Linked DNA regions of Rattus norvegicus: region 1 is linked to region 2. Evidence: chromatin contacts called from public Hi-C data. All regions are on one chromosome and are shown on one strand. The core of a region is the stretch at or near the end of the contact, and the rest is flanking DNA. Distances in the headings are between cores, read along the strand shown. Region 1 overlaps Osbpl9 (oxysterol binding protein-like 9). Region 2 overlaps Osbpl9 (oxysterol binding protein-like 9).

What was found. Hi-C and Micro-C count contacts between places; a contact is called where the count stands out from the background.
Region 1: a contact with region 2 is called in a Hi-C map of liver, with 4 times the contacts expected there. The contact joins two enhancer-like sites. A contact is called at or near these places in 8 of 12 Hi-C or Micro-C datasets (the A7r5 cell line, the Rat2 cell line, hepatocytes and 4 more).

What each region holds. Positions count from the first base shown.
Region 1 is chr5:129,144,803-129,149,966 of GRCr8, forward strand. Osbpl9 (oxysterol binding protein-like 9) reads right to left here. Exons shown (of 23, transcript NM_001044234.2): 3 at 2,740-2,818. Among named protein-coding and RNA genes, the nearest start is that of Osbpl9, 43 kb to the right of the region's middle. Within about 2 kb of position 2,864, at least 44 of the 93 cell types and tissues checked have an H3K27ac peak or open chromatin away from gene starts, as enhancers often do. A contact at or near this core is called in liver, where this site is marked.
Region 2 is chr5:129,056,779-129,061,908 of GRCr8, forward strand. It overlaps Osbpl9 (oxysterol binding protein-like 9), which reads right to left. Exons shown (of 23, transcript NM_001044234.2): 12 at 2,029-2,141; 13 at 1,801-1,919; 14 at 918-1,003. Among named protein-coding and RNA genes, the nearest start is that of Mir761, 54 kb to the left of the region's middle. Within about 2 kb of position 2,988, at least 1 of the 93 cell types and tissues checked has an H3K27ac peak or open chromatin away from gene starts, as enhancers often do. A contact at or near this core is called in liver, where this site is marked.

The DNA.
Region 1 (5,164 bases), core at 1,614-4,113, 88 kb after region 2:
TCCCTACCCCACTGGTACAGTATGGAAACTAGCACTCTCTCATTTCCTGTCAAACCAACCTCCTCAATGGTTTCCTAGGTCTGTACCCCACCCTGCACACCTTGTTCTCAAGACTGTGGTCAGAGCAGCCTGTAAAATAGGAATCTTATTGTGCTACTCTCTGATCAAGACTTCCTAGTGGGCTTTCATAGCAATAAAACTCTTATTTTTATTTTTTTTATTTTTAGTTTTTGGGAATAGGGTCTCACTCTGTAGCGCAGGCAGACCTGAAAGTTACTATGTGGACCCTGGGTTCTATCTAAGCACAGGGAAAAGATAACACCCAAACATATTATGATAATATATATGAACCTACTATGAACATACTATGATAATATGTATGAACCTACTATGAACATACTATGATAATATGTAAGAACCTACTATGAACATACTATGATAATATATATGGACCTACTATGAACATACTATGATAATATGTATGAACCTACTATGAACATACTATGATAATATATATGAACCTACTATGAACATACTATGATAATATGTATGAACCTACTATGAACATACTATGATAATATGTATGAGCCTACTAATGAACATACTATGATAATATATACGAACCTACTATGAACATACTATGTAATATGTATGAGCCTACTAATGAACATACTATGATAATATATACGAACCTACTATGAACATACTATGATAATATGTATGAACCTATTATGAACATACTATGATAATATATATGAACCTACTATGAACATACTATGATAATATATATGAACCTACTATGAACATACTATGATAATATATATGAACCTACTATGAACATACTATGATAATATATATGAACCTACTATGAACATACTATGATAATATATATGAACCTACTATGAACATACTATGATAATATGTATGAACCTAGATTTGCTTTCAGTTCTTGTCAGCAACTGAAGATTTAAAAAAAAGACTATAAAACATAAGCTCTTCCAAACACTGAATATGCATTGTATTAAATTTGTAAATCTGAAGTAATTTTCCTAATCACCTAAATAAATGAGCAGTTTAAGTTCTTTGTATAAGTTCATGCTACGTAATACCCACAAATGCTGTAGTAGAAAACAATCTGACATTCTGGAAACTTAGGAGTTCGTTTTGAAAATTCTTACTTTTTATCATTTAAAGAATATCTTGTTCTATCAGCAAGCCACATAAATCTAAAAATGCTAAAGAGATCAGTTTGACACAAATAAATTAAGGTATGGTGCCTGTGCTCAGAGATCCACCAAGCAAATAAAGCTTCTCTGGCCCAGAGGCCTCACCTCCCCAGTGACTGCAGAGCCCTGTGCTGCAGCCCCTGCGTCCAGCAGCTTCTGCTAGAGCTGCAGTGAAGTAGTCAACTACATTCGAGTGAAGAGTCCCAGCTACCTGCATTAGATTAGGAGCAACATTGCATATTTAACCTGAAAATAGAGCTGTTTTATATGATTAAAATGTTTTATGAAGTTAATGGAGTGGAAATTTCCAGGGGAGTACCATTATTTAAGAAATTCTAAACAAGTAACATTGTCAAGCACAGTTACTCTGTCAAGGATAAATGACGACACATTAGAGATGTCACTGCTGAGTATGCTGGCCTGCCTTTATTGTTCACAGGCAGCATCTTTCATGTCTATGTGTCCATCTCTTAAACAAGACAATGAAGAAAAACAACTGCGATATTCTGTCCTAGCGGAGGACGGCAGTGACCTAAGCACCTTTCCATTGCACATAGGGCCACTAGCAGACCTCACAACCAAAACATTTTCAAGCTGTAACTGTGCTTGGTAATCATTCACCTTGATCTATCTGGCAACCATAACGGTGATCACACATACAGTTCAGAGAAAGTACTGACATCTCCGAATAGTCTCATTTCTAAGTTTCCCGGATTGCTTTAAACCTAAAACAGACCTTATTCTGGGTAGGAGAAACAACAGAACACCAATATCAAAACTAATAGGCACTCCTAACAGATGACAGGTCCACAGCAGCAGATCACTAAATCCGCTTTATTTGCTGGTCTAGAGCTTTCAAAGCAAGATGAAAGGAGAGCGACCACACATACGTGCCTTACCCCTGCTACCGGTGAGCCACAGCATGCAATGCCGGAACATAGCAGTGGCAGATGGCATTGGAGTTAGTAACTACAGAAAGGAGAATGGCAGAGCAATGATGGCTGGCAGACAAGACACAGAAATGCAGATGGAATGAATGCAAACTTAGAGTTCTTGAAGCAGAGCAAAACCTTTCAGGCAAAGGCTGCCTCTAGCTTCAGTTGAATTTACATTTTGAGCTTCACACGGACAAACACTGCAGCCTTCACAATCAGTCCTTAGACTCTTCATGCAGAAGCAGAACCACACTCCTCCATAAAGAACTTCAGCAACCTTCTGTAAGCACAAGCCAGCAGCAGCAGCAGCCCATTACTCTCGCCTTTCACTGAGTTTTTATCCTTTAAATTTTTAATCTCTAATCGCGGCCAGATCCACAGTCGCTTCCAATTAATGTGCATCCACTGCAGATACAAATCCCTGCCTAACCTGCAGTACCACTTCATCCAGAAGGTTCCTGTGCACTCGTTCATGCAGGATCAGTTGCAAAGCCATTCAAGTCATTCAGCAAGCAACCAACCCACGGGAGAGGGAAGCAGGTGGGACTCTGAGGAGAGAAGCTCTCTTTTCAGCTCACCCTGGAAGTGGAAGGTTTTCTGATCCACAGTGATTGTGAAGGTGCTGTCGTCCTCGTCGTCTATACCAATCACAGCTCCCTGCGAGACAAAGAGCAAAATCCCAATAAGGCAAACAATGACATCAGCAATATTCACTACTGCTACAGCCCCGGAACACCCGATGCGCTGAGGACACTGGAAGCAGGCTAGCCGGAGCAGAGAAATCCGAGAACCTTGTTTTGCTTGAGGATGAACTACAGGAGAAGGGCTGGCAGGGCACCCTAGCTGAACCCTGCACGCAGACTTTCCATGCCTTGCATAAGGGACGGGGATGCAGTGGGAGGAACAAACAGAAGCTGAATCTGTAATCTGTTTAACAGCCAGCCATCGAGCCCTTCTGAGCTTTAAATTGCTCTCTAAAACAGGAGTCAGAAACCCACACCGCCCCAGGTTGTTGTGCAGTGCAAAGACGGCAGGTGCTCTGCACGGGGCTGCGTCTGCACCACCCTTGTTAGTGTAGAAACACCAGCTGACATTTGCTCCAAAACACCGTCCAATAACCAGATGCTCCCCAGCCACTTGTGTTGCTGGGGCACCACGGTTTTCACACAGTGCTTCTGTCTGTGCCTGTGTCTGCCTCCTCCCTGTAAACTGCTGTGCGGTTTTGGAACTCGGGAGTTTTCTCTTATTTTGACACACAGCACTTAAGTTTATGTACTGCATGGTTTCTAAGAGAAGACATGACTCTCAGACCGAAGTAAGAGGGCAGTGAGCTACACTGGCTGGCTGTTTCAGAAACTTTCAACTTTTTTTTGTATATTCAGACACAGGAATTAATGGGGCGGGGTGGGGGGGAGTGACACAAAATCAAAGTCTACTAGGCAATGTTCTTAAGGCATCAGCATCTTGCATATCCCAAAGGAGCTAGGGATACCACAGGAACACATTACTCTCACACGGTCTGTTTTAAGATAGCTTGAAAGGAAAAGTCAAAACACTGGAGAAAAAAACAGAAACAAAACAAAAAGCTTATCATATGAAACAAGTGGTGTGTAGGGTAACTACTCTTATCCTAAAAGGACTAATAAGAGTCAAAGATTTATTTATTTCTTCCCAGAGATAATACAGAAAAACCTCACCTCAATCTAAGCTCTATACACCTGGCTTACTTCGTCTTCAGTTTCAGAATGGATAATAAGAAATTTTGTCCCCATTCTTAATAAGGAAATGTCTACAGACCTAGTCTAGTCCCAACAGGAAGCTCACAGCTGGACCAGGACTGGCTGTCAGTTGCATGGCACCTCCTAGTCTAGCATGGACCCCCACCCTCAACACCACCACCAAGGCAGTCATTCTGGTTAACTTCACTTTGTGGTTAGCTGGGCGAACCTCATGACATTCTGATAAATCAATCATTCCCTGGGTCCAAATACTCAATAACCAAAACCAAGACCATAGTTTCATTATAACCGTGGTCCTTGCTCTGGAGGGCCTTCTGCTCCAGAAGAGCAGACAACGAGCGGAGTGCAGCTACCAAAAGTGCTCTCTACCTGGAGGAACCTTGGAAACAGTGTCAAAGAAGCTTGTCACCAAGGAGATAACCACATGGACAAACACAGATGGAAAGAAGTTCAGCAGTCCCTTGAGGGTAGGGTGAATAGGGACTGAATGCTAATAAGTAGGGGCAGGGAGGCTGTTTTGGAGACAAAACTCCTGGGCTCAAATAATTCTTCCAATGGAATCACGACACATACCACTATACCTGGCTGGCATTTAATTCTTCTCAGTGATAAAAAAAACATTCTGAAATTAACTGTACTATTATGCTGGTTGCACTATGAATATACCAAAAACATTAACCATATACATTAAATCAATATACTGTACAGCATGCGAGCTTTCTTTTCTTGAATACAGGTTCTCAAATAGCTCAAGTTGACTTAATTCTATGTAGCAGGATGACGTTGAACTCCTGATATTCCTGCCTCCAACTCTTAGAGCTGGGAATATGCATCATCATGCCCAGTTTTACATGGTACTGGGGACCCAGTCCTGGGCTTCGCACATGCTAGACAAGCACTCCCCACATACTAGACAAGCACTTCACACATGCTAGACTGACCCACATCCCCAGGCTCAGTACATAAGTTATAACTCAACCAGCTGTAATATATCAACCCACTTCTAAGTGCATGTTTGTTTGTTCTTCTGGGTTTCTTTCTACCTTCCTTCCTTCAAGATGTACTGGTGTTTTGCCTGCATGTATGTCTGTGTGAGGGTGTCAGATCCCTCATAACTGGAGTTACAGACAGTTGTGAGCTGCCATATGGGTGCTAGGAATTGAATTGAATCTGGGTCCTCTGGAAGAGCAGTCAGTGCTCTTAACCACTGAGCCATTTCTCCAGCCCCTCTTTTGTGTTTTAATCCAAATTTGTCCATCATCTA
Region 2 (5,130 bases), core at 1,738-4,237:
TCCTTGACTCATTATTTACTCTTTCTTCCTTTTCTGGAGTTAATCATGCATTTCTAGTATTCCATTTTATCTGATTTATTCATGTTTTAGTTGTACTCTTAAATTCTAAAGTGGCTCCTCTGAGGCAAACAAACTTTAATTCCCATAAATAAAAGATACTGTCATGATCACCTGATACATTGACAGCAATACCAATGGATCCCATCTGTCAGTTATGTCTTAGATTTATCACTACCATAGATTTTTAACATTTCTGCACTTTAAGAACTGGTTCCACAGTTCTCTAACAGGCCACTCTGGCTCCTCCCCTTCTGTGGTTAGCTAGTATGTCCCTCTACACAAAACCTCAATGATGTGCACGTTGCTTTGGGAAGCTTTAGTTCTCCCAAAGGATGTAGTCAGAGAGCATGGACTTCCATATTTCCTGCCAACAACGTTTGCCTGCTGCTAGTGAAGAGTGATGAGGCCCTGCCAACCTCTCTCTGGTGTGGTTTCTTTGCCTGGGCACGCAGCTCAGACCACAGGCTTTACGTTACAGCTCATGATTCAGTCTGCAATTGGACTTTCAAACTTTTCCTTTCTTCAGGTTGGACTGTTTCTTTCTACCTGCCAAGTGATAGGTGCGTTAGAAAGGTTTGGTGAGCAAGAAGAAGGGGATTTCAGGTGAGTTCACAGCCTTGCCCTTTGAAATGCTAGTTGCCTGCCTATATTAATAGACAGACTTTAAATGAGTTCCGTAGATGACAGACTTGATGTCCTACTAATCCCTCTGCCACACAACCTAAGCAGCGTGTCCTCAGAAGATTCAATATCCAAACCCTTGAGAGGACACGGAGGGTCCAGCTGTGCTACCTGCACAAAAAGCTACGGAGCAGCACCATCTTTAAAGATTAAACCCACTATGCACAGTCAGTTACCTCACGAACAGGTCGGGATGTGCGAAAAAGTCTGCATACATTTCTAACAGAGATCTTCTCTCGAGAATAAATGTTGGAAGAACTACCTGTAAGACAGATGTTTGACTCCTGAGACCCAGATTCCACACTTCTGGAAGCCCTCATCCGTCCCATTCACACCCACCACAGGCCCCAGCTACAGAACCACTTCCCGAGGTGTCCCAGATCAGAACGCCACTGCCTGCCAAGCAGGTGCGGAACTTAGAGGGGCTCTAAACGCCTCCATGTTCCTCCGCGCAAACCTCTGCTGTCCCTAGGACACTAGCACTTATATCTTAGATGAAATATGACAAATATCACACAAAACATAAGTACTCTGGGGTCCAGTTGAGGGAATTTGCTCTGTTTGGGGAACCAGGAAGAAGACAGCTAAGAACCTATTTATCACGTTGCTTCTTAGAGGACAGTAAGGCTGTAGTAGAGGTGACACAGAAAATAAGACGTGAAGGAGTTGGAGGGAAACAACAGACCCCTCCCCTAGAAGGAAACACAAAGCCAGAGTGTGACAAGTACTAGCCTAGATTAGTATGGATCCTATCAGACTCCAAAGTTTTCATATTAAATAGATACATTCATGCTGGAGGGCATGAATCTAAAGGTGGTGAGGTTGGCGAGGATTTCTCACTGCAAATCAATCTCAGTTCTTAATCCATATAGCCCACTCACTGTCACCTCTGAGAACTACCTTTCACTCACCCACAGACATGCTCGATCGCTCATCTCAAACTTCACACTACACAGGAGACAAGCGAAGCCCACGCAGATCCCTGCTCATTTGTGACCAGTCACCCACCCACTCAGCCCACATGTGCGGCAGAGGGAGCGCAGTGCTGGTTCTCCTTACCTTTGTGAGGTCCATGCCGAGCCTGACCTGGGATAAGAGGTGCATGATAACGCTCTTGTGCTCCTCCACTGACCCTGCCTCCCCATCTTCATCTCTGTCGTCATGGGAGTCAAAAAGATCTGCAACGGAGACGGAGATGCTCATCTTAGACAGGCTCGGGATTGGCTGGGGTGCCCTGTCAGTAGTGCATACATTTCTACGGAAACAAAGTTCTCAGAGGGTCCTCACCAGCATCGCTTGTGCCATTGGACATGGAGGAATTCAGTGACTCTGTGGTGTCTGGGCGTTTTAAGCTATTTCCAGAGCTGCTGTGTGTCAGGACTGAGGCAGATCCAGAAGAACTGAATTTAAAAAAAAAGAACAACAACAATAAACAGTGAAACAGGTCAGCTTTTTTAGCAAAAGAGAGCAACATGGAAGGCAGGTGTCGATGCACAGTTACTGGAAATCAGTCAGTCCACCGAGAGACGGCAGAAACAGCCAACTTCTATAAGCAGCTGCCCACATGCACCCCACACTGAACCTGCACTGAGTACAGAGTGAGCTCAAATGAGCCCGGCTGAGGGCGGTGGTGGAGGCCGGCCGGTCTCTGCCTCTACACCCGAATCTGAAACCCGAGTTTACTTCCTCATTTCTCTGTGCACATGGAGACTGGCCAGTGACTGGCAATTTCTTCAAAATGGCAACAGTCCAAGCTGGGGGCCTCGGATCACACCTATGACCTCCAGCATTTGGGATGCAGAGGCAGGAGAACTGCTTTAAGTTTGAGGCCAGCCTAAGTTACAAGAGTGTGACTCTGCAAAAATCAAATCAGCAATGTAATCCACTGGAAGTCTTGGGTTCCTGTCTTTATTTTCTGAGATCCTGAGCAAAGTCCATAGAGGATTAATACTTTTTCTCAATATTTAAAAAGTAAATTTGAAATAACAACATTTTAAAGTATAATACTTTTACAAACACATTTATGGCAATTTACAGGCATAGAACTGTCTTTAAGAGCAGGTTATGGTAAAAAGATGACTTTATAAACAGGTTTAAGAAGGTCTAAAATGAGCCTCCTCTAAAAATCATCACTATCTACCAGAAGAGCCCACATGTAAATCCAATTAGCAAAGGGCACGCTGGCACAAAGGGCACGCTGGCACAAAGGGCATGCTGGCACGGGCCTTTAGTCCCTAAACTTGGGAGGCAGAGGCAGGCATTCTCTGTGAGTCTCAGGCCATTGAGTGTACACTGAGATGAATCCCTGGCCAGCTAGGGCTATAGAATAAGACCTTGTCTCAAAAATTTCTCATCATAGAGATGGAATACCAAGTCGTTTTACAAATCTGTGAACAATGTATCGCCTCTGGTGAAATATGTTAACTCTGTTGTTGTTTTTTGATCTTTAAGAGCCTTGACTACATCACAGCAGAAATGATCAGCAGGTGCTCAGCACTGCTGGCCTCCCACCAAGGCCCCCCACCAAGGCCTCCCCCAATGGCCGGCTCTACTCAGCAGACGGTCTCAACCTCTGCTTCTATAGATCACCCAGAGCATACAGTCCGGGCTTCACCCCATTGTTAAACACCTAAGTATGAGAGACAAGTGAACAATGACATGTACCGGACACTTTTACCACCTAAAAATCTTCTGGCCTCTGATGAAATTAATATATTAAAAATTAAGATTAGAGTATGCATGTATCCTACATTAAATATAGTTGCCTAGGTAACCTTATTTCGATCTATTTTGCAAAAATCCTTGGTTTCCTGCTTTTTTGCTTATTTAGTGTTAATATACATCATAAGGGAATATCAAGCATATCTGACTCATTTTAAGATGGAATGAATTAAAGACCCAGGTAAGAAATTAAATTATTTTTACATAAAAGAACTGTATGAGAATTCTTGTCACAATATTTGGTTTTGGCATAACATCAAAATAGAATCAATCTTTTAAGCCAACTCAACTTTATACCAAATTTATATCAGATTTATACTAAATTAATCTTTAAACCCCAACTGCTATAAAACATGAGTTTTATTTTGATAAAATTCCAAAGGCTTGTGGTGCCTTTTCTCTTTACTAATGGTTGCAGAAGACTAGCTATGACACGTTGGACACTTTAGTGTCAAGGTGGAAACAAACAGAAGCACGGGATCAATTCCAGATCTTCCACAGCTCACCTCATTTAGAGCAAAGAACGGGGTCACGAACATTTGCTTCCATCCAAGCTCATAAGGAAACTAGTACAATGATGGAGCACTTACATGAAGCACGATCATTCTGAGAACACAGATGCAGAGAGCAGTGAAGGCCTGATGGCCCGTGGCTGCAACGCAGAGGGGTTTTCTGAATCAGGCACGTCTAGCATGCCCAGAACCACTGTCTTCTGATGTACAGACATGGAACCACACTGGCCAATTATATGGTCTATGTGTTCCCAAGGAGAGGGTAACAAAAAGGAAAGGGTGCGGGCTCTGGAACACCCTTCCATTCAAGATACAGAGAAATACACAAGGACTTGACCTGAGTTAGAAAACTTCAGGCAGCAGCCAGTGACAGGTGTCACAACTCAAAGTCCAGATGACAGGCAACGGGGAACATGAATACCCTATTCAATCAGGGCCAGGCTTTGAGACAATGTGGACGCTAGCCTGCATACCAGTTTGAGAGTATTTAAAGCCACATCACAAACAAACAGAGCGAAGAACCTAGGTTGGCCCAAAGTACCCATACTCTTCATGAGTTTCAGACCCAAGCTGAGGATATCCAAGGAGAGCATAGCACAGAGAGGGAGGAGAGGAGCTCAGGATGTTAGACTGACACAGGGCTTACATTTGTGCCATTTCAAATGGGAGATTCGTGCACTGTGTATTAGGGGGCAGGAAATAGAGAATAGAGAGGGAACCAGAAAGAGGAAAGAGGGCAGGGCCTAAACTGTACGGATGGTTCTGTAGACACGCCCGTGACCGAGTTAATCACGAATATGTCAAGAATAAACTTAAACTAGACCACAAACCTTGGGTGACATTGTGAAGAGTTTATCATGGATGACTAACGTTCCCTTTAGAGGACTTTGGCAGAAAGATGGGTAAATCTTAAATCTATTGATTGACAAAAGACATTTAATCCTCTTACATTTAGAGTGATAGCTAAAGTTGGGCTGGTGGGGTGGCTTAGTGTCTGCAAACCTGATGATCTGAGTTCAATCCTAGGACATGCACAGTGAAAAAAGAAAATTGACTCCTGAAAGTTGTTCTCTGACTCCCACAGCTAACTGTGGTACAGCCCCCCAGACACAAAATGTAGTAAGAAATTTAAAAGAAAATAGCTAGTGTTTAAGAG